Regions from separate parts of the Mus musculus genome. Here all the other regions are linked to region 1. A link is a contact called in public Hi-C, HiChIP or PLAC-seq and promoter capture Hi-C data. All regions are on one chromosome and are shown on one strand. The core of a region is the stretch at or near the end of the contact, and the rest is flanking DNA. Distances in the headings are between cores, read along the strand shown.

Region 1 (3,250 bases), core at 325-2,824:
GTTCAGTCCAGATCAGAGCCTGAGAGGAAAAGTAGCCGAGCAAAAGTCCTTCACCACCACGTTCATCAAGCCTTTAAAGGAGGGACCCTGATAGTGTTAACCGTCAGCCTGATGTTGGGCATGCCTATCTACAATCAAGTTAATTGTGGTGGGGAGACTCTGTCTGCCACTCTGGCTGCACCATTTTCTGAGGTCGTTTCAAGACTGCATTATGAAGAGGAAGGCCAGCTCAACATCTGCATGCATGCCTGCATCCTGTTTTCTGACTGTGACCGGCTGCTTCAAGACCCTGTTGCCGTGACCTCTTTGCCATAGTAGACTGTACCTTGAACTGTGAGCCAGGAAAAAAAGCTATCTTAGTTACTTCTTAATCACAGCCACAGGAAGAGAAACGAAGACAAGAAAGCAAACCTGGTTTCCAGCCTTTCCAGTCTGCCAGGATTAGAAATATATTAATTTGTTCCCGAGTATCCTTTGCTTTCCGCTCTTCTGAGAGAGCTCAGAGAGATCCTTGCTTTGACAACATTTTGGTTCTGGGAAAAGAATTTACATCATTTAAATTTTTATTGGTGTTTAGGGAGTGTACAATAAATTTAAACTCATATGCTATAATGGGTGTTTTAATTGTCATTATGAGTTTAATGACATTCAATTTCCTTTATAGCCATAAAGAGAATTTTTATTCCTGTTGCTACTTAAACAGAAGAATTCCCCAAAGAAAATGCCCAAATCTTCAAAGTGCGTTCTCCTTCCAGCATTCAGTACACGCTGAGCAGAGCAATCCAGGTCACACCCCCAGGACCTGATGACCCTGTTAGAGCCCCCTTCCCTATTCTCATAGCCAAAGGAAAGGCTTTTCTTGAGGTCATATCTCTCAAGCAAAATCACCGCACAGAGTTTATCTTTAAATTCTCTTTATTTAATGCTGGAAAATCACAATACACACTTAACCAAACATCTGGTAAATTGACAATAATATCACCCGTCCATTTTACATTTTAAAAAATACCCTGTGTAGAGACTTGGAAAAGAATGGTCTCAAACCGATTGAAGTTTAAAAAAAGAAAACAGGAGCTCTTGGAGTTTTACAGTGAACGTACTATTTACTACAAGCCAAGCACTGTGCTGAGCTATATTGGCAGGGGTGGGGTGCGGGGAGCAACGCCAAGCAAGAGATTCAAAATCAATTGTAAGATGAATGAGCAGAAAACGTTCAGACCACACAATCATGAAATGGTGTAGAGTGATGTAGAGTGATGGAGAGAATAAAAGTGGTAGAGTTACCTGCGAGTTACCCGGGTCAAGACTGTTTACCTAGCCCTTCCTAGCACTGGAGTGTAAGGAAGACCCCTGTCACATCTTACATTTACTCATAGGTAGTGCCCCCAGCAGCCGGGGTGGGATCCCAGTCAATTGGCTGCAAGTCCCACTTCTCCACAAAGTCCAGCATCAGCCCCGCCTTCTAGGGCCCACCTACCAAGCAGCAGGCTGGGTCGCTCTCCGTTTAGCATCAGGCCACGCCCCTCAGCAGAGACTCCGCCCCGCCTGCCCATAGGACATCAGGGCCCGCCCTTCAAGAGGCGTCATTCCCGCAGCCTCCACCCCAGGCATGGCGCTGTGTGGCCTCCCGGAATTCACTCTGCTGCTGCTGCCGCTGTTGGCACGGCTCTCGGCCGGGGACTGCCCGTGCTCCGAGGCTGCTCTCTGCCAACCGATCCGCCACCGTCCCGACTTCGAGGTCAGCACTCATTTGCCCGTCGGTCTGATACTCAAGGCTGTAGAAGTTGTGCGCTCACTGAGTAGCCTTAACCACCAGAGTCTTCCTCTTTTTAGATTTCCTTCAGAGGTTGGGCAACTTCCCAGGCCGCAGACTGTGTAATGCTCCTGCCTCATCAGATTCCCGAGGCCAGCTCCTCCCGCTAACCGCTCAGCCACCTGCGGGGAGGGTAGGAGAACCGGTTCTCGGTTTCCAAGGCAATGCACATTTAGTAGGAAAGTGTCCACCTCCAAAAGTACATCCGAAAGCAGGATGTTCTGCTAACCTTTGTACTTGGTACGGATTAGTTCTTTCGTTTATGGACAGTCACCCACCCAGGAAAGCGGCAAAAACAGCTATTTGAGTCCATTTTTCTTTAACCCAGCAGAATGGCGTATAAAGCTTACGGACTTACCACGAAGCATTGGTAAAATCGCGTGACCGAAGTTGATGACAGTGGCTGGACCTGGGGGTCAGCGATGTCAGGGGGTCCAGTCTCAAAAAATTTGTACAAAGAAGGAACAGTTGATGGGTCTTAAACTTATATTTGGTTTTGAGACATAGATATTTAAATGCTTGTGTTTGCATACATTGTTTAGAAAAATAGTGACAGTATTTTTGTAGACTGCCTACTGTGGAAACTGGACATTTTTTAAAAAGAAAAATTTAGGTGCATTAACGTTTCTTTGAGCAAGGGTCACTAGTAGCACTCAGATCATTAAGATCAGAAATTAAAGTTTTGGGAGAGAAAGAATTAGCTGTTTGGCAATGGATAGCTGTTACTTTTAGTTTCTGGTCCGGTGGATCTTTCCTACTGTGGTAGTTTGAATGGGAATGGCCCTCATGGAGTCATGTGTTTACATGCTTGTCCCATAGGAAGTGACACATTAACAGGTGTGGCCTTGTTGGAGGAAGTGTGTCACTGTGGGGATGGGCTTTGAGGTCTCCCATGCTCAAGCTCGGTCTAGAGTGGCTCAGTCTTTGCCCTGCTGCTTAGAACTCTGAGCTCCCTCGCCAGCATCACGGCTGCCTGGATGCTGCCATGATGATAAGGATTAAACCTCGGAACTGTAAGCCAACTCCAATGAAATGTTTTCCTTTATAAGTTTTGCAGTCATGGTGCTAATTCACAGCCAAAGAAGCCCTAAGACACCTGCTTAGAGATTAGCTGACTGGTTCTGATTGGCTAACTAGGAACTCAAGGGACTTGCTCAGCTGTTTCAGCCTAAAGCCCCTCCCCTCAATTAAGTGGTTTTATAACAATCTGATTTATTGCGGCACTCAACACTTAGTGGGTGATATAGTATTTGTGAGAATTTGTCATTACATGCTAAGAAAATTATACTCATCCATAAACTCGTAGTAAATGAGGCCTCACTAGCCTTTTGCTTCTTGAAATGAGAAGAGTGTAGATTATAAGAGTCTCCTTCCCCACTACATATATTTGTGTGGCAGAATTACAGGGGACTGACCTATGCTTTGAGAATGAACCCG
Region 2 (3,250 bases), core at 402-2,901, 500 kb after region 1:
AAAATTCTACTCATCGAGCCTAGGCGTGATGCTGTTTAGAATGCTTTCTGCAGATTATATTAACAAGGAATATCTCCTTTTCAGCATAAACTAGAGAAATTTACAATTGAGAAAGTCGGTGGTTTTATTATATTTTGCTGGAGCTAGACCAGAGAGTTATATAAAGTCTCTGTTTCATTAACATTAACAAATTTAAGAACGAGTCTTTCCAGTGGGAGAACTCTGGAGATATAACTGAATTCACTCCCTTCATAATGATGACTGATCTTACTATCCAATCCAAGAATCGGTGGCAAGTGAAACAAATTAGGAAGTCCTTTTGAATTACTCATAGGTAATGTTTATATCCCGAGCAAGATAAAATACAACCAGGAGAAAATACAAAAGACATTCTTACAAATAATAACCATTTTAATGTTAAACATTCGCAAATAAATGTCCACTTAAAAAATTAACAATGTGTCCCTTTTACCTGAAACTATCTTTCACATTATACTGGTACAGTGGAATAAGACCCCCTCCATGTGTCTGTATTCTTTCAAATTTAAGAACGAGTCTTTGCGGCAATTGAAAACCAAAGAGCAGGAAGACGACCTCACCAGTCAGACCTTGTTTGTCCTCAAGGACATGAGAATCCGCTTTCCGGGGAAGTCAGACGCAGAGTCGGAGCTCCTGATAGAAGATGTGAGTATTTGTATAAAATCCAAAGAGCATCTGTCTACTCTTCTGAGAGCATTAAAATGTATTGCCTGGGACCAGGGAGATAGATCTGTTGGTAAAACCCTTCCTGAGCCAGCATGGTCTTAGGCTGGGTCCTCAGAACTTACATAAAGAGCTGGCATGGTGGCCTGCAGCTGTGACCTCAGTACTGGAAAGGCAGAGGAAGGAAGACTCCTGAGAGTTCCCAGAGGTGAGCCGCAGCTCCCAGGGAAACGTCATTCAAGCCTGACCTCTGACCTCCACAGGCATGCATGCACACACATGTGCACACACATAAACACCAGCATATATGTGCATTGTACACATATGTACATGCACACATGCCTCCTATACATCTACACACATACAAAAAATGTATTTTCTGATCAAATTATAATTGATTGAATAGGAAATGTAATTGATATTGCTTTTAGCCCCCAGAAACTTTACAAAGTAAAAGAATTCATTTTAGTTATTAGGAACATTTTATCATATAATAAGGCTTTCAAGTAAGAATAATTAGCATCAAATAATAACTGTTCTTCATGATCAAAGAAATATCAGGGTAAACTCTTCTATTTAAAAACTAAGTTGAAGAGCTTAAGATGAAAAGAGACAGGATGAAAATAGCGCCTTGGTATAAAATGTCAAGATGAATTACAGGTGATGCCTGGAAAATCACGTTTTGAAACAGCCTGGATGAGTTATTTTCACGCCCGCCACCTAGTGGAGCGTTTGGGTGGCAGATGTTCAAACGCTCCGCAGTCAGGACTTGCTCCTCTCTTAAAAAGAAATCCAAGGTCACGGGAATGGTTTGATGGAAGAACATTTCTTCACTCAAGGTTTCTCTTATCCGCCCAACACGCTTTATAAATGCCCACAGTTAGGTCATCCATCGGCCACAGAACGTTTTGAGGGTCGGGTTGGTGGCTTGTGATTTTCTTTTCCCCAGAAGACAAGGCGCCATCTAGTGGTCATATGTAGAATAAGAACCAAAGCTCTCACTGGGTCCTCTTATTGTTCATCCAATGATATGAAACAAGTGCATAGAAATAACGAAACAAGAGAAAGATTTCTTGCTGCAAAAATCTGCAACGGCATCATATTATTGTTATTAGAGAATTATCGTTAAGTATCCAAGTCTTTTGAATTTTGTGCTAAGTTTTGTTTTGTTTTTTGTTTTTTTTTTCAAAAGTGAAAGTTAGATGCTGTTTGTCAGGGAGCTTGTTACAACAAAAGAAAATTGAAAATTTTATAAGGCATTGTGATAGATATGTTTTACATTTTTTTTTATTTAGTGTGTTTATGTGTGTTGGTCCCAGGGATTAGAAGAAGGTTACACTTGGCAGCAAGCATCTTTGGCCAACGAGCTTCATCGCCAGCCTGGAAATGTTTCCACTCACTTTGATAATGTTTATTTCTAAGAAAAGCCAGTAACTTTGAAGCAGGCACATCATTTTTGTCTGTCTTTTATGATCTGATATTTTCTTCTCGAATTTATTTCTTTTATTGAATATTTGCCTCCGTGTGTGTATGTGCACCACATGTGTGCCCGCTGCTCAGAGGTCAAGGACGGCATCACAGCCCCTAGGACAGGAGTCATAGACTATGTGTGGCCAAGTGGGTGCTAGGGATTGTACCCAGGTTCCCTACAAGAGGAACGAGTGCTCTTAGCCACTGAGCGATCACCTTGGTTCCACTGAGGTCTGCTGTTTTTAATTAGAAAACGAGAGAGAGAGACACTAATGTATGTGGCTATTGCGATTCTTCCATAAAGAAGATTGTTAGGCTTATACAATCAATGAAACGTAATTAATAATTAATGTCAGGCATTAGATTCTTTGCTGTATTTCTGCTGTGTTCCAGACTTGAATGCTTGCTACAGTATCCATTACTAGGGTGTATACTGAGGAATTCTGTAGAATTCTGTAGGTAATACAAAACAAAGGGCTAGTAGAACTCTAATTGAATATAGGCTGACTTTGAATGTATTGTTCAATATTCTATCACTATGTGGGTAACACAGCCCTGTGAGTAAAGATAGAAAAATCTGTGTTGGAGTCCTACCTAAAATGTGTGTATCCAAGGATTTCTGGCTTTTACTCTCTGAGTGATATTACTCTTACTGGAGAGAAAGAAATGGGCTCAGGTTTAGAACCTCTGACTTGTCTAAATCTCTGCAGGTATCTTTCTATGAATGGTAGAATTGTTATTATAAGTAGTGCTCTCATAGTGCTGTCACTGCACGGATGAATACAGTCATGGATAACAGGGTCATTCACTATTCTCTGTGAGCATTCTAGCCTAAATTTGTTAACTTCTCTCCCCCAATAGATCATGGATAACTGGAAGCATTATAAAACAAAAGTGGCTTCATATTGGCTCATAAAATTGGACTCTGTAAAACAACGGAAAGTGAGTAGCACATGAAGATCACTTGGCCATTTATATGTTCGTTAAGCTAAAATGTTTATTTAAGTTCAGAACAAGTTTACATATGAACATTTATTTGCTTATTTCTTCAACAAACACTGTGCACCTATTATATGTT
Region 3 (3,250 bases), core at 519-3,018, 460 kb before region 1:
GTATATGTGTAGCATGTGTATATGTGTGGTGTGTTTGTGTAGTGTACTTGTGCATGGTGTGTGTGTGGTATATATGTGTTTGTGTGTATATGCATGCATGTGTGTTGTGTGTGGTGTATGTGTGGTGTGTGTGGTGTATGTGGTGTGTGTGTGTGGTATATATGTGTGTGTGTGTGGTATATGTGTGGCATGCAGGGTATATGTGTTTTGAATGTGTGCTGTGTAGTGATAAGGACTCTTGAAGTTTGGTAGAACCTGAGACCTAGTCTGTGTGGGAGCTGACTCCATGGTGAAGAGGAGGATGGGTAGGTAGCCCTTCAGCCTCCCCTCTGCATTCCTGTGTTTTGGAGTGAGTCTCAGGTCACAAAGCAATGGCTCCTCACCTCCAGGGTGTGGGTCTTGATACAATTGACTCAAATCTTTAGGCTTGAAAGCTTTGCCTTCACCTGAGGGGCACTCCTGTCAGTTTCTTTGTTCCTTTGTTTAGCTTTTTGAGAGAGGGCCTCAGGCTGTCCTCCTACTGCCTCCATCTTAAGCCTCCTTCCACAAGCAAGTATACCACCACACCAAGCCTAGCACAGGGAAGATTACACGCATACAGATACAGGGGGATGACTCCAAAGGCAGAGAGCCAGGCGCTAACAAACGGCACAGATCCAAGTGAGCTGAGAGGATGGAGCGTTTAGGCACAGAAAGCAGCTGGGCTTACATGGAGGACCATACTGGAATAAGTAAGGACCATTCACTCAACTACCACTTTTGGAGGACTTGAGTACCTACTAAGTGCAAGCATGTGCTAGATATTTGTGCGGTATGAGTGGCTCAAAGGTCATTCCCAATGCATAACAACCAAAAAGTATAGCTGAAATCAGAGATGATGGCAACACTGATTCTTATCGATCAGTGCCAGGCCAGGCAGGGTTTGGTATTGAGAGTAGGTATTTCCAAATTTCACCCTTTCTCTATTTCGACCCAGTGAACACTGAATTTCAGTTAGCATTTTTACATTTAAAAGCTGTAAACTAGCGCTTTTAGTTTGGTAGTTGTACCCGGGGCTCTTATCTGTGGTTCCATTTAACAAGTTTTGTTTGATCTAGGGATTAACGTTGGATGAGAAGGTATCATTTTTACAGAAGGAGAAACAGATTTGAAAAAGAGGGAACCGAAGTGATCTAGTACATAAAGGACTTTTTTTAAAAATTCCTTATTGAATAGGATTTGCTACAGATTTCTTTTTTATTGTTTATTTTTACGTGCATGGTTGTTTTACCTGCACCTATGACGGTTTACAACACGCATGCCGGGTGCCAGCGGAGGCCAGAAGAGGGCTTCGGAACCCCTGACACTGGAGTCCTACACCAGAGCAGCCAGCGATCCTTACAACCGAGCGACCTCTCTAGCCCCGCAAATTCCTTTCCAACAGTTCCGGGGAGCAGGGAACCGATCAGAACATCTTGGGGACAACGCTCCTGTGAGATACACCTGCACTCGCACTTGGTCGGTCCAAACAGTCTTTGTTACTCTCAAGCTAGGACTTGCTGCACCGGAGCCCCGCCTCGCGCAGGGGGCAGCGGGGAGGGGCCGGGGCGGTTGGCGGGGTGGCAGCCCGACCCGCTCCACCTTTCCCTCTCTGCAGCCGCGCAGGCCCCGCCCCCGGAGCGCCCACCTCGGGAACGCCGCGTGTTGGCCCGCGCGCCCCGTCGCGGCTCTAGTTCCGGGGCATGCGCGCTGCGGCGCCCGCGCCCCCCTCTACCGACCCGCCGCTGCCGAGTTATGCCAAGTATGTGAGGAGCTGGCGAGGACCGGCCGTGGTCATGGAGAGCCGCCGCCTCCGCCCGCGCGGGACTCGGAGCCCGCCCCGCGCCCCGGGCGAGCCGGGCTGCTGAGGGCGGCGCTCATGGCGGAGCCCCTGCGGAGGACGCTCGGCCGGCTCCGAGAGCGGCACGCTCCCGGCGCGCTCGGGCTGCACGCGGACTCCGTGGCGGCCTCGCTCTCCGAGGGACGCTCGCCGCCCCACGAGCTCGCGGGCCCCGGTATGGAGCGGCCCGCATGGGGGACCGAGCAGCCGGGCGCGCGGGTGCCATGGTCTCGCGGGGCGCAGGAGGCCGCCGCTCTGGGCCGCGCGCTTGCTCGCGCCTCCCCAGGCGCCTGGGGCAGCGGCGACGACGACGGGGAGGACGAGGGCGCCGACTACTACGAGAACCTGCCGGCGGGCTGCGCGCCCGAGGGGGCGGAGGCGCTGCGGGCCTCGCCTTCCCGAGCGCCGGGCTCCTCCCCGGGGATGGAGGGCGGCCGCCTGGAGACGGGCAGGCTGCAGACCCAGTTGCGAGAGGCCTATTATCTGCTGATCCAGGCCATGCACGACCTACCCCCTGACTCGGGCACGCGGCGGGGCGGACCCGCGGGAGCCCGGGCTCAGGGCCAGCAGCCGCCTCTCCCCCGCGGCGCAGCCGTGCGCCCAGCCTGCAGCCTCCGAGGCGGCGACCGCCCTCCGCAGCAGGTGTCCCCGCCCCGGTCGCCTCCGACGGAGTCGAGAGAGGGACGGCCTCCCAGTCCTCGGATACAACTGTCCAGTTGCAGAAGTCTCGAGAGCCTCCGCGTGAGCCGGCGGCCGCCTCTGCTCCAGCGGTGGGCGAGCGACAGCTGCATCAGGTGCGGTGCGCACCGGGACAGGGACGAGCCCCAGCCACGTGGAGGTGGGATGGACGGCTGGAGCCCGGGCAGCCACAGGGCTGCTACGTCCGCCGCTCTCCTGCCTCCCATCTGCCATGACCCCAGCGGGTCCTCGGGACGACCCTTTAAGGATCCTGTGGGGACCTCTGTGATATCCAGCAGCCAAGAGGACCATCCGGAGGATCTTCCCCTCAAGCCACCTGCGGTGACTGTCAAGAAACTGCAGAAGTGGATGTACAAAGGACGTCTGCTGTCCCTGGGGATGAAGGGTCGCGATCGCGGGACAGCACCCAAAGTTCCCGGAGCGCAGACAACCTCTCCAAATTTGGGCAGTTGGAAAGTGCATGAAAACCACGTCCTCTCGGTGACAACGGACCAAAGAATCACACTGACAGGTAGGACACTTTGCAGTCAATATGCTAAGCAGCGCCCTGAGCCTCTAGTGTGGTGGTTTTCAGCCTTTCTGATGCTGTGACCCTTGAATCTAGTTCCTCATGTTTGGTGCCCCCGACCATAAAATTATGTTCGTTGCTACTTCATAACTGTAATTTTGCCACTGTTATGAGACGTCATGCAA
Region 4 (3,250 bases), core at 488-2,987, 320 kb after region 1:
CCCTCAGTGCTGTGGTTACAGGCTCATGAAGCCATGCTGAGCTTTTATGTGGGTCTTGGATCTTAGCTCAGGCCCTCATGCTTGCACACACTCTTTCTCATGGAGCCACCTCCCAGGCTATACACATTAAGTCTGATCTTACCCATTACCTTCATGAGGCTGGCTCTTTACCTCATTCATTTACTTTCCTACAATGAGCAGTATACACTCCCCTGATCTAATTCAGCTTGCCTGTTATCTTGCAAGCACCACATGAATTTTCTCATCATATTTCCTTATCATAATATTATGCTTCTTTTCTATTTTATTTTCAGCCCCTTTTTTCATCCCAGCCTTGTTCTTATTAAAAGATTCACTTTATTTATGAATGTGTATGCAAATGCCTATGTGTATGTGTGCATATACATGCACATAAGTGTGCTGGTGCCATGGATCTTTGGGAGTTGGAATTACAGACGATTGTATGCTGGCACTTGAATTCAGGTCCTTACGACTGAGCAGAAAAGGCTTATAACTGCTGAGCCATGTCTCCAGTCCCTTCAGGATTATTTCCTCTGTCTTATTTCATAGATTTTATGTTCACTCAAAACATTGAAGAATTAATTTAGATGCTATCTGTAGTTTTTTAAACACATATTTCTGAATATAAGTTCATTCTTTTCCTATTGAAGGCTGTGATTTTATCCTTTAATCATGTGTAACCCTTTTTATAGGCTCCACTTTCCTTTCTTTTCTTTTTTTGCTTATTTATCCACAAACAATGGGAAGGTTTTAAAATCTTTACACACGATCTAAAACAACATAGTGTATTTTTCTTTGGATCTCTCATTTTCTATATAGGTGCTATTAAAATTAAGTTCTGGATATTTTTCTCTGTATACGCATATGTATGTGTATTAATTAAATAATCCAGCAACTTTCAGAAATGTGGTTGTAGAGGTTGGGGAGATGTTCAGCAGTCAAGAGTCCTGGCTGCTCCTGCAGAGGACCCAGGCTCAGTTCTCAGCACCCACATGGAGGTTCACAAGCATCTGAAGCTCCATTTCCTGAGGGAGATCTGATGTCTGGTCGCTGTAGTCACATACATGCAAGCAGGCAAAACACTCAGACTCATTAACAACAACAAAGAAATGTGCAAGTGTCTAGGATCACAAGGAACTTGCTGGTATTGGTGCCAGCACAGCAAGGGAGAGCCCTGTTGTATCCAGAAAACAAAGGCCATCCTTTCAATTTGCCATGACCTAATGAATTCCTGGCTGTCCCAACAGGGCTAGGAGGAGCACAGAAGCAACAGGCAGTGTTGTCCTGCACTCATTTCCTCACAAGCTTCATCCCAGGAAATCAGTGAGGATGAAATGGTTGCTTCTCTTACTGGAAGGCAAGTAATCCAGAGCACAATCCGCTCTAGAACAGTCCTCATCGGACAGAGGTCCGTCCTCACTGGGGGCAAAAGCAGCGCTTTCAGTGTTCGGCTCATGTGTTCTCGGTCAGACAGAGGAGAGGGCGTGAACCAGCTGCTCACTCCTGCTTAGGTCCACACACTTCCGAGAACCATTACTTAGTGCTTTTTCTTCACACTGACGCTCAGTGAGCTGCACCAGGAAGCAGGCTCCCCGAGCAGCCTAGAATTTGTACATATCTGCAGTGTGTCACATGATGTTTCCATAAGTGGATGTCCTGTGTGATGTGCAAATCAGAGTGAGCGGATCTGTCTCCTCCTGCCTATTTTTGCAGTGAGATCATAAGAAATCTTCTTCCACTGAAACAACAGAATGCAAAATCATCCTCTCTAGTCACCCCACCGTGTACAGAAGACCCGCTCTTGCTCCCCTTATCAGCTGTAACAAAGGACCTGTTGACTGGTGTTTCTTCTCCACAGCTTGCTGGCTCCGGTTTTCCGAATAGGAATTGGTATGTGAACCAGGAGTGCACAGTAACTCAATGTGTCAGATGACTCAGCTCCATCTTACACAAACAGCACTGCAACCTGCTACATGCTGTGATGATAGAACACCAGGCACAGAGAAAATAATGAAATCACGTGGTCTCAGAAAGAAAAGTGGAGAAAGGTGTTTTAATTCCAGGCTCCTTCACCAGTGCCAGTGCTGGTCCTTGTCAAAGCTTAGCTCTTCCTTTGCCTCGGAAGGCAACAGCACCTATCGCTGTGCATGCTGTGCCATGTCGTCTAGTCGGAGGGCCGTATGGAACCCAGATGAATTTGGGGAGAACTCCTTTACAATGTTTTCACAAAACTTGCTTAACAAGAGAAAATCCTCACCAAATGAAAGCAACTTACAAGGGGGCAGCCAAGGCTCTTCTTCCATTTACAAGCAATCTTTCGATGCCAGAGAGGAAAGAGCAGATGAGAACAATTAAAGTCCTCAAGGGATAGCTTTCACTTAAGATCCAGAGACTCACAGGCAAATATATAATCCGCTTTTGTGCTTTGAAAGTATAGCAACATCACCTTCAGAGTTTGTAATGGAGATACTGAAAGCTATTATTGTTTGTGTGATTTCTACAAGGAATATAACTATGGGAGGTCATTACTCATACATGACGCACAGGTGGATCTCCCCTAACTTGCTAAGGAGCTTAATCTTTAGATTCCAGATTTGCAATTCCAGAATTGCAAGTTTCACACTGTATTAAGAAATGGACTTATTTCAATTTAAAACTCAGTATGAAAAGTCATCTGAAGAGGCAGAAACATGAAGCCAGTCAGTGTAAGGCCGCTGAAAAGAGACTGATGCCCAGTTCTAAAGGCCTTCCTAGTGTTATTGGGCCTAGAGAAAACTCCTGATGTACAGTCAATGGAACTAAATGAGCATATACACAACCAGGGTGACAAGTTACAAACAACCCTAGATTCTTGCTTTTCTTCTCATGCGGGTTATGGAGTCACTAAGAGAAGCGAGGACCAGAGATAAAGGGACAGATGTTAAGGGAGAAAGACGAAGCTGACTCTTGTAATGGATGTCTCAGGTAGTGACTGAGGCGTGGGCAGGAATGAGATCACTCAGACAATGCAGCGCTGAGAGGGCCAAGAGCAGATAGATTCTCACAGAAGAAGAACATAGAATTACCAGGAAGGAAAAAAGAAAGCTTTCCAGCAATTTCCACATAAACATAGCTGTATGCACCACATAGAGAAACTCATCATAATTTTAGACTCAGATAAAACGGCCCAATATTTGATTATTTTTATTAATGAAGCCACACTTATAATTTCCCATACTTTAAATGGCTA
Region 5 (3,250 bases), core at 400-2,899, 300 kb before region 1:
ATGACAGGGACCTCATACCTAGATAAATGTATCTTTTACAACTACCTAGGAAAAGACATATTTTCTCCACCGGTGAGACTGTTTCTAGATTGTCACAGGTGGGAATCTGTTTAGAGAAACATTTGCCAATGAAGAAAGTTACTGGACACCAGCAACTGTTTAATGACCTGTCTTGTCAGTGGGTAGATATAGTAAGAAGAAAGGTTTTGGAGTGTCAGAGACCTAAATAGAAAGAGTTCGTCTGCTAGTGGCTGTTTATGTGACTTGGGAGTAGTAACAAATGTCTGTGAACACATACACTCTCTCTCTCTCTCTCTCTCTCTCTCTCTCTCTCTCTCTCTCTCTCGTGTGTGTGTGTGTGTGTGTGTGTGTGTGTGTGTGTGTGTGTACCCCACACATAGGTATCACTCATGACTTGCAGAGACCAGAGGACTTGCTGGAATGGATTCTCTCTGTCCACCCCATGATTCTGGGGTCAAACCCAGGACTGGCTACACTGGGGGGAGGGGGCAGTGTACAGAATCCTGAGCATGAAGGTACGGTGGGCACTGTGACTTTTCAGACAGACTTTCTCAGACTTTCCATACCCAGTAAGCGTATTTCCTAAAAGAAATTTGGAAAAACAAAAACAAACAAAACTCAAGCATTTTTACCCAGTAGTTTTTGGAAAGTGACTTTTTAAAACAGAGTAGATTTGGAAGGGTGGGGGTGGGGCAGAATATTCCTCAACACCAACAGCCCTTGTGAGGTGCAGACAGGAGGACCAGGTTCAAGGCCAGCGTCAGCTTCATAGCAAGTTGGAGGCCAGTCTCAGTTATATGAGGTTGTCTCAAAAAGCAAAAAACAAAACAAAACAAAAAACAAAAACCTTACACAAAGGGTCCAAAAGGCTCTGTCCAGCTCTTTCTACATAATCCTCTACAAACTGTCCTTTGCCCTAGCTAAACATGGGGACCTTTCGAACACTTCCTAACGCACATAGCCTGGAAACTTAGGGGTTTAGTTAGCTCCACTGCATGGTGACGACAGGAGCCTCTGAGCCGGTTCTGTCCAAAAGGCCCTGCTAGCTTCAGGTTGGGTACTGTAGCCAGGTTCATAGAAACCAATTGTCTTGAAGCCCCTGCTTTCAGGCAACAAGGGGGAAGGGCATAGAGGCCGCTGGGGTGGGCTACTCTGGGCTACTCAGGGGTCAAGCAGACTGGCTGCAGAAAGCTGACTTGGTGGCTGAGGCTGGGGTCTTGCTTTCCACATGCTTGCCCTGTCATCCTAACTACTTGTTAGGGAGTTATCAGAATAAAGACTCCTTAGTGAAGAAACCCATCCCCACGAACTTATTGATTCCAAGAGGGAGGAGCATCCGGTAGAACTCAGTACCAACACTTTACTTGTCCAAAATCCCAGCGTTGGTAGCACGTGCTTGTTGTAATCTTAGTACTCAGGAGGCTGAGGCCGGAGGATTGCTCTGGTTGCCAGTGTGGGCCACATGGTGAGCTCAAAAGAAATGCAATGAACTTTTGAAGGAGTCAGAGGTCTGGGGGCGGGGGTGGGGTGGTGGGGTGGGGAATGGGGCGGGAGGGAGGAGGTCAGGACGGCCAGGGGGGCGGGGTGGACGACGGGCGGCCTCATAGCAGGCTTTCCGGACGACTTCCCTTTATAAGGGCGTCCACTCCACCTGCATCTCGCAGACACCCGTAGGCGGAGCCGGGTGTGGGGACCGTGGGGACTGAGGGAATTTGGGGTCACGTCATGCCCGGAGACGAGGAGACGCTGGACCTGCCTGCGTGGAACCGCGTCCCGGACCTGACTTGGGGTCCCCACCACAGGTGGGTACTCCCCCAGTGGACCATGTCTGGTGGTCGTCTGGATTCCAGCGTCCCCTCCTGGAATATCTCCCGCCGAGAAGGTGTCCCTGAGCTCACACGTGGACCCCATTCTGCCTCGCGTCCGGGCTCTCCGCTACGTAGCAAAAGTCCTTCGTGACAGCGCCCTGGGTCGCCCAGCGCTGAAGGAAGTCAGCGGCCGAGGGTGGGGACGCGGGGGGCGTGGCGGGAGGACAGGGCCACGCGTAGCGACCAGGGTGCACACAGCCGCTTTTCCGCAAAGTCCCGGGGCTGAGATCAGAGCGCTGACTGGAAGGGTAAGAGGCTTTGGTCCCCTAAGGCTTTCATTTGGGGGCCACTGAACCTCTGGGCGGGGAATGGGTCTAGCTCCTTCAGTCCCGGGAGCCCTGGAAAGTTCTGAAGGAGGATGGCTGGCCCTGAAACTGACGGTTTTCCCAGGCAAGAGACCCGGAGAGACAGAGAGGGATCAGATGTTTTATGACTTTTGTTTTTTGGTGTGTATGTGTGTGTGTGTGTGTGTGTGTGTGTGTGTGTTTCTTTCCTGGTGACAGGACTCTGAAAAGATCCTGGTTTGCTCTACCTTAGAGTTCTTGCTACCCCGGGCAAACTAATGCTAACTGCTTGCACTCGGTTAAAAATGAGGCTGATTGTTTGCCTTCCGGAACAAACCGACTTTTTCTTAGGTGGGAGGGTTGCGGTGTGGTCAACCCTGGTTTCCCCAGCTCTATGAAAAGGCGTTCAGTGAAGCCAGGTGGCTCTGCCAAGCGGCCTCTCCTGAGTTTGAATGTCTGCAGCAGCGCAATTGAGCCGGGGAGGTGAGGACAAAGTGGCCTTTGGCTCCTGCTTGCTGCTCTTAAAACAAATAGTGGCGGGCTGTTAAAGTTTTCTAAGGGAGCAGGGAGCGGCCTCTCCTTCCTAGCAGGATGTTCTTGAAGCCAGCAAGGAAACTGAGCCATAGGGAAGTTAGTCTATGATGGCTACCTGAATGGATGCTTTTCTGCAAGGGTGGCATAGACTTCTCAGACCTTCAAAAGACCGGTTTTGAACTATAAAACCATGTTGGTGGGGCTACAGAGGTGTGTTCTTTTCTTTTGTTTTTGTTTTTTTCGAGACAGGGTTTCTCTGTGTAGCCCTGGCTGTCCTGGAACTCACTCTGTAGACCAGGCTGGCCTCGAACTCAGAAATCCCCCTGTCTCTGCCTCCCAAGTGCTGGGATTAAAGGCGCCCGGCCAGAGGTGTTTTCTTGCAAACTCAAAGAACACTGTTGGAGCCAGGTGACAGTACTTGGGACCTGTAATCCCAGTGCACAACAGGCAGGAGACAGGAGGACCCCCCCCCCCCAAAGTTCACTAGCCAGCCAGTCAGCCCTAATTTCAGAGCTCCAGGCCAGTGAGAGACACTGTCTCACA
Region 6 (3,250 bases), core at 392-2,891, 270 kb before region 1:
CAATGGGTCCTGGGCTGGACCAAGAAGCAGGCTGAATGAAAGCTGTCAGCAAGCCAGTAAGCAGGACTTCCTCTGGGGCGTGTTCTCCAGTTCCTGCTGGAGTTGACCAGAGTTTTACCACAGTAACAGCAGCTGGACCAGAACCCACGTGCAGAGGCATTTTCATCCCTGTGATCTCTGTATCAGAGTTCTATCTGGGTACTGATGACTTTTGTAAGTAGTTGACCTGACAACCCCCACCCCACCCCGCCTCGTTGGACTATAACCTCTTTGTTTCTGTCTCTAGATTACCTTCGACAACACAGCCCACAGTGGGAAAATCAAAATCTATCTCAACAGCGAGGCCAACATCGAAGAGTGTAAAAACATGAACATATCTGGGTCTAGTAAGTGTACCGTTCAGCCTGTTGTCTGTGGGTTAGAGGAGGTTTGGGGGGCTTAGGGAACCCACGTGATTCGTATGGAAGGTGGTGGGGAAAACGTTTCAGAAAAACAGTTCAAACGCTAGTCCTGAGCGAGTGGTCCAAGTCAGCAAGTGTTTATTGTTTCTTGAGTCAGTGGTTTACGCAGTTCGCCTTTGCAGCAAGATGGCCTGGGTTTGCATTCTGGTTCTGTGAGCCACGGCTGGAGGCTTGGACCTATTGCTTGGCCTCTCTGTCTTAGCAGTTTTCTCTACAAAGCAAGAGCAATGGCTGTACTTATTGAGGGGGTTGGTGCCGAATGCTGGGAGCAGAAGTCATCAGAGTTGCTCCGCAACTCATCAGCGAGGAGAGGCCTTAGGGAGGGACATCTATGTGACCAGATCCTTGGGGTGCTATGGGTAGCCATAGCCAGGGAAGTATGGAAGGTCTGAGTAGGAAGGGAAATGATCATTTTGACCGAGCTCAGTGGGAATCCTGAATTCTCGGAGGAGGTATGTTCTGATCCAAGCCTTGGACAAAGGAGAAGAGTGGAGACCTCAGGGTGCATCTTGAATAAACACGGGGACATCTCCTCCGTCACCCGATGGTCCACATGCTTAAATAGCCTTGTTGAGCTAGCGATGACATCATGTACTGTAATCTCAGCTATGCAGGAAGAAACTGGGAGATTTTGACTTCAAGACCAGCCTAAACCACTTTGTGGGGGAGGGTGTTCCTGTCTCAAAAGAGGAGTGTAAGATATGTGCATCCTGCTTTGATTATTAGTGGTCAGGGCGATGTCTCTGAGTGTGGTGAACTGGCAAGCTCCGTTTACACGAACTCACTTGGGCCAGATGACCAGAAAGACAAATATGAGTCACGTGGTTTTTTATTCCAACAGGTGACTCATTCCTTTTCAGCTGTACAACGGCTGATGATTTCGAAGTTTTCTCTTTTTTTTTCTAGCTTTGGTTTCAGTCATTCCTCTAAAGGAAGCACACAGATTGGGTTCCTGATAAAATGGATTTTCTATTTCGCAGCAGATACTCAAAGACCAGCACCATCAAGGCAGTCCTCAGGTCCAAGTAAAGGCTGAAGCTATGTCTTGGTGGTGTGGGGGAACGTAACCTTTGCCATATATAAACTGTGATTTGCAATAGTCACTGTGAGACTGGACGTGTGCCTCATGGCTCCCCAATGATCCTCTCACCACGCATGCCAGAACGGAAGAGCTCTTGCTCCCCCCTGTGGCCAACAGAGAGAAGCAGACCTAAAATGTGATTCTTACGGCCATGTCTTAGAAACTCGACCTTATCACTAGGAAGACATGAATTTAAAATAAATCAAGGGGTTTTAAAAATCATTAAAAATATGAGGTTTAGAAACCAGTTTAGAAGATGGGTTGTGCTGCCTCTTCCATTTGAAGCCGTGGACTGAGAAGCTCTGCCTAAGAGAGGCCAGAGGCGCCACCTGGTGGGCACTGGCCGCTGTTGTCCAAGTATTCTGATGCTCTCTTCTCACCCAGCTTCCCAGCTGCTGCTTGCTTCCTCTTGGCGTTATCTACAATTATCCACATCTCCTCAAAGCAAAAACCGGTAATGTCCACGTTCACAGACATCTGCTTCCCAAGGAGCCTTCTCTGAGTGCGCTTCTGCTCTCCAGAACTTATATTTTATATACTATAGTTTATAGCCAGCCACACGAGGCTTTAGAAGAATGGGGTGGGCAGGGCTCCCTCTGATGGAGATGTAATGGTATATATTTATTGCAGAGCTGACAGTTAGTAAGCTTGGATAGCCCGAGTCAGAGTTCCTTAGGCAGATGGTGGGAGAGCGTCTGTGCACATCAGGTATCTGGGAGGGTGGAGTGAGTGGGGTGTGCCATTACTCAGAGTGGCAGGACATATTTCTGAACCAGTGTTTTCCAAACTCAGATTTGGAAGAGCTTTCTGAAATGCAATATGGCTTCAGTGGGGTAAGCAATCTATGGCTGCTGGATGTTCCCAACACTTGGGAAGCTGAGGCAGGAGAATTCCCACTACTTCACATTCAGCATAGGTTGCTGTGTTCGTTACTTTTTTGTTGTTGCTGAGATAAAACACCATGACCAAGGTGACCTAGAGAAGGAAGAATTTATTGGGGCTTACAGGATGAAAGTCCATCATGACAGGTAGACGTGGCAGCAGACCATAGACATGGAGACCTAAGCTGAGGGCTCACACCTTAACCTACAACCAAGAAGCAGAGAGAGGAGGAGTCGGGGGAGAAGGTGGTGGAGGGGAAAAGAGGGAGGCTGTGAGATGATGTCTTCTAGGCAAGCCACAGCCATTTCAAACACATTTCGTCCTCAGACTCAGCAGTTTCGAGTCAAAGGCCTTCCCTGGGAATGCATAAGACCAGGCGGGTCGACAGTCAGACAAGAGTGGAGGAGGGGCTCAGGGGACCTACGGCACACTGAGGAGCTGTACGCAACACAGATTCAGTGAGGCAGAAACCACTGCGTTCTGGTGGCTTCCCGTTCGTGACCCCACCAGGCTCCAACCCTCCGGGCTCCGACACAATGTTCTGGCCAACGGTCACACAGATGGGTCACAAACCAGATCACGAATCTGAGTGGGGGGGGGACTAGGTATTGATAAGAAAGAGAGAGAGAGATGAGAGGACAGGGCATGAGGTTAGAGTACGTTATATAAACATATCAAGCTGTCAAGCAGCAGAATTAATCAATAAAAAGAAAAATCTGAAACTTGACCCCTAAAACAAATCATGTGAGCAGGTGTGTGTGAAGTACGGCTCTGGCCAAATGCAAGTGTGTGTGGCTTGTGGATGGTCCCCTAGGCAGGAACAGAG

What was found. Promoter capture Hi-C pulls out the DNA fragments that hold promoters and counts their contacts. A called contact is a pair of places that touch in the nucleus more often than the background predicts. HiChIP or PLAC-seq counts read pairs in DNA pulled down with a chosen protein or histone mark.
Region 2: a contact with region 1 is called in an H3K27ac HiChIP or PLAC-seq map of the NIH/3T3 cell line, with 7 times the contacts expected there. The contact joins the enhancer-like site here to the promoter of Ctbs in region 1. A contact is called at or near these places in 7 of 39 promoter capture datasets (the C10 cell line, cranial neural crest, embryonic stem cells and 3 more), 1 of 484 Hi-C or Micro-C datasets (cortical neurons), 3 of 115 datasets of contacts at active chromatin or transcription factors (the NIH/3T3 cell line, astrocytes and embryonic stem cells) and 2 of 9 other capture datasets (embryonic stem cells and liver).
Region 3: an H3K4me3 HiChIP or PLAC-seq map of pro-B cells shows a contact between it and region 1, with 5 times the contacts expected there. The contact joins the promoter of Syde2 here to the promoter of Ctbs in region 1.
Region 4: a contact with region 1 is called in a promoter capture Hi-C map of neural stem cells. The contact joins the enhancer-like site here to the promoter of Ctbs in region 1. A contact is called at or near these places in 8 of 39 promoter capture datasets (the C10 cell line, the HPC-7 cell line, cranial neural crest and 4 more), 4 of 484 Hi-C or Micro-C datasets (CD4 T cells, cerebral cortex, hematopoietic stem and progenitor cells and 1 more), 9 of 115 datasets of contacts at active chromatin or transcription factors (astrocytes, bone marrow-derived macrophages, effector CD8 T cells and 6 more) and 4 of 9 other capture datasets (adipose tissue, embryonic stem cells, liver and 1 more).
Region 5: a contact with region 1 is called in a promoter capture Hi-C map of pre-B cells, with 2.0 times the contacts expected there. The contact joins the promoter of Mcoln2 here to the promoter of Ctbs in region 1. A contact is called at or near these places in 5 of 39 promoter capture datasets (cranial neural crest, frontonasal cranial neural crest, hippocampal neurons and 2 more), 1 of 115 datasets of contacts at active chromatin or transcription factors (memory CD8 T cells) and 1 of 9 other capture datasets (adipose tissue).
Region 6: a Hi-C map of cortical neurons shows a contact between it and region 1, with 4 times the contacts expected there. The contact joins the enhancer-like site here to the promoter of Ctbs in region 1. A contact is called at or near these places in 10 of 39 promoter capture datasets (the 3T3-L1 cell line, 3T3-L1-derived adipocytes, the C10 cell line and 6 more), 9 of 484 Hi-C or Micro-C datasets (Sertoli cells, cortical neurons, embryonic stem cells and 3 more), 2 of 115 datasets of contacts at active chromatin or transcription factors (epiblast stem cells and pancreatic cancer cells) and 1 of 9 other capture datasets (embryonic stem cells).

What each region holds. Positions count from the first base shown.
Region 1 is chr3:146,448,893-146,452,142 of GRCm38.p6, forward strand. Ctbs (chitobiase) reads left to right here and starts at 1,575. Exons shown (of 7, transcript NM_001293672.1): 1 at 1,575-1,738. The coding sequence starts at 1,610.
Region 2 is chr3:146,944,545-146,947,794 of GRCm38.p6, forward strand. Ttll7 (tubulin tyrosine ligase-like family, member 7) reads left to right here. Exons shown (of 21, transcript NM_001357217.1): 17 at 550-684; 18 at 3,034-3,114. Among named protein-coding and RNA genes, the nearest start is that of Ttll7, 94 kb to the left of the region's middle. Within about 2 kb of position 1,652, at least 48 of the 459 cell types and tissues checked have an H3K27ac peak or open chromatin away from gene starts, as enhancers often do. A contact at or near this core is called in the NIH/3T3 cell line and cortical neurons, where this site is marked.
Region 3 is chr3:145,986,102-145,989,351 of GRCm38.p6, forward strand. It overlaps Syde2 (synapse defective 1, Rho GTPase, homolog 2 (C. elegans)), which reads left to right and starts at 1,769. Exons shown (of 7, transcript NM_001166064.1): 1 at 1,769-3,068. The coding sequence starts at 1,898. Gm35352 (a long non-coding RNA gene) reads right to left here and starts at 1,394. Exons shown (of 3, transcript XR_376174.3): 1 at 1,271-1,394.
Region 4 is chr3:146,765,169-146,768,418 of GRCm38.p6, forward strand. The region is part of intron 1 of Prkacb (protein kinase, cAMP dependent, catalytic, beta); the gene reads right to left. Among named protein-coding and RNA genes, the nearest start is that of Prkacb, 46 kb to the right of the region's middle. Within about 2 kb of position 1,738, at least 68 of the 459 cell types and tissues checked have an H3K27ac peak or open chromatin away from gene starts, as enhancers often do. A contact at or near this core is called in adipose tissue, cerebral cortex, embryonic stem cells and 4 more, where this site is marked.
Region 5 is chr3:146,148,184-146,151,433 of GRCm38.p6, forward strand. Mcoln2 (mucolipin 2) reads left to right here and starts at 1,650. Exons shown (of 14, transcript NM_026656.5): 1 at 1,650-1,823. The coding sequence starts at 1,747.
Region 6 is chr3:146,176,225-146,179,474 of GRCm38.p6, forward strand. Mcoln2 (mucolipin 2) reads left to right here. Exons shown (of 14, transcript NM_026656.5): 7 at 287-386. Among named protein-coding and RNA genes, the nearest start is that of Mcoln2, 28 kb to the left of the region's middle. Within about 2 kb of position 1,642, at least 94 of the 459 cell types and tissues checked have an H3K27ac peak or open chromatin away from gene starts, as enhancers often do. A contact at or near this core is called in cortical neurons and pancreatic cancer cells, where this site is marked.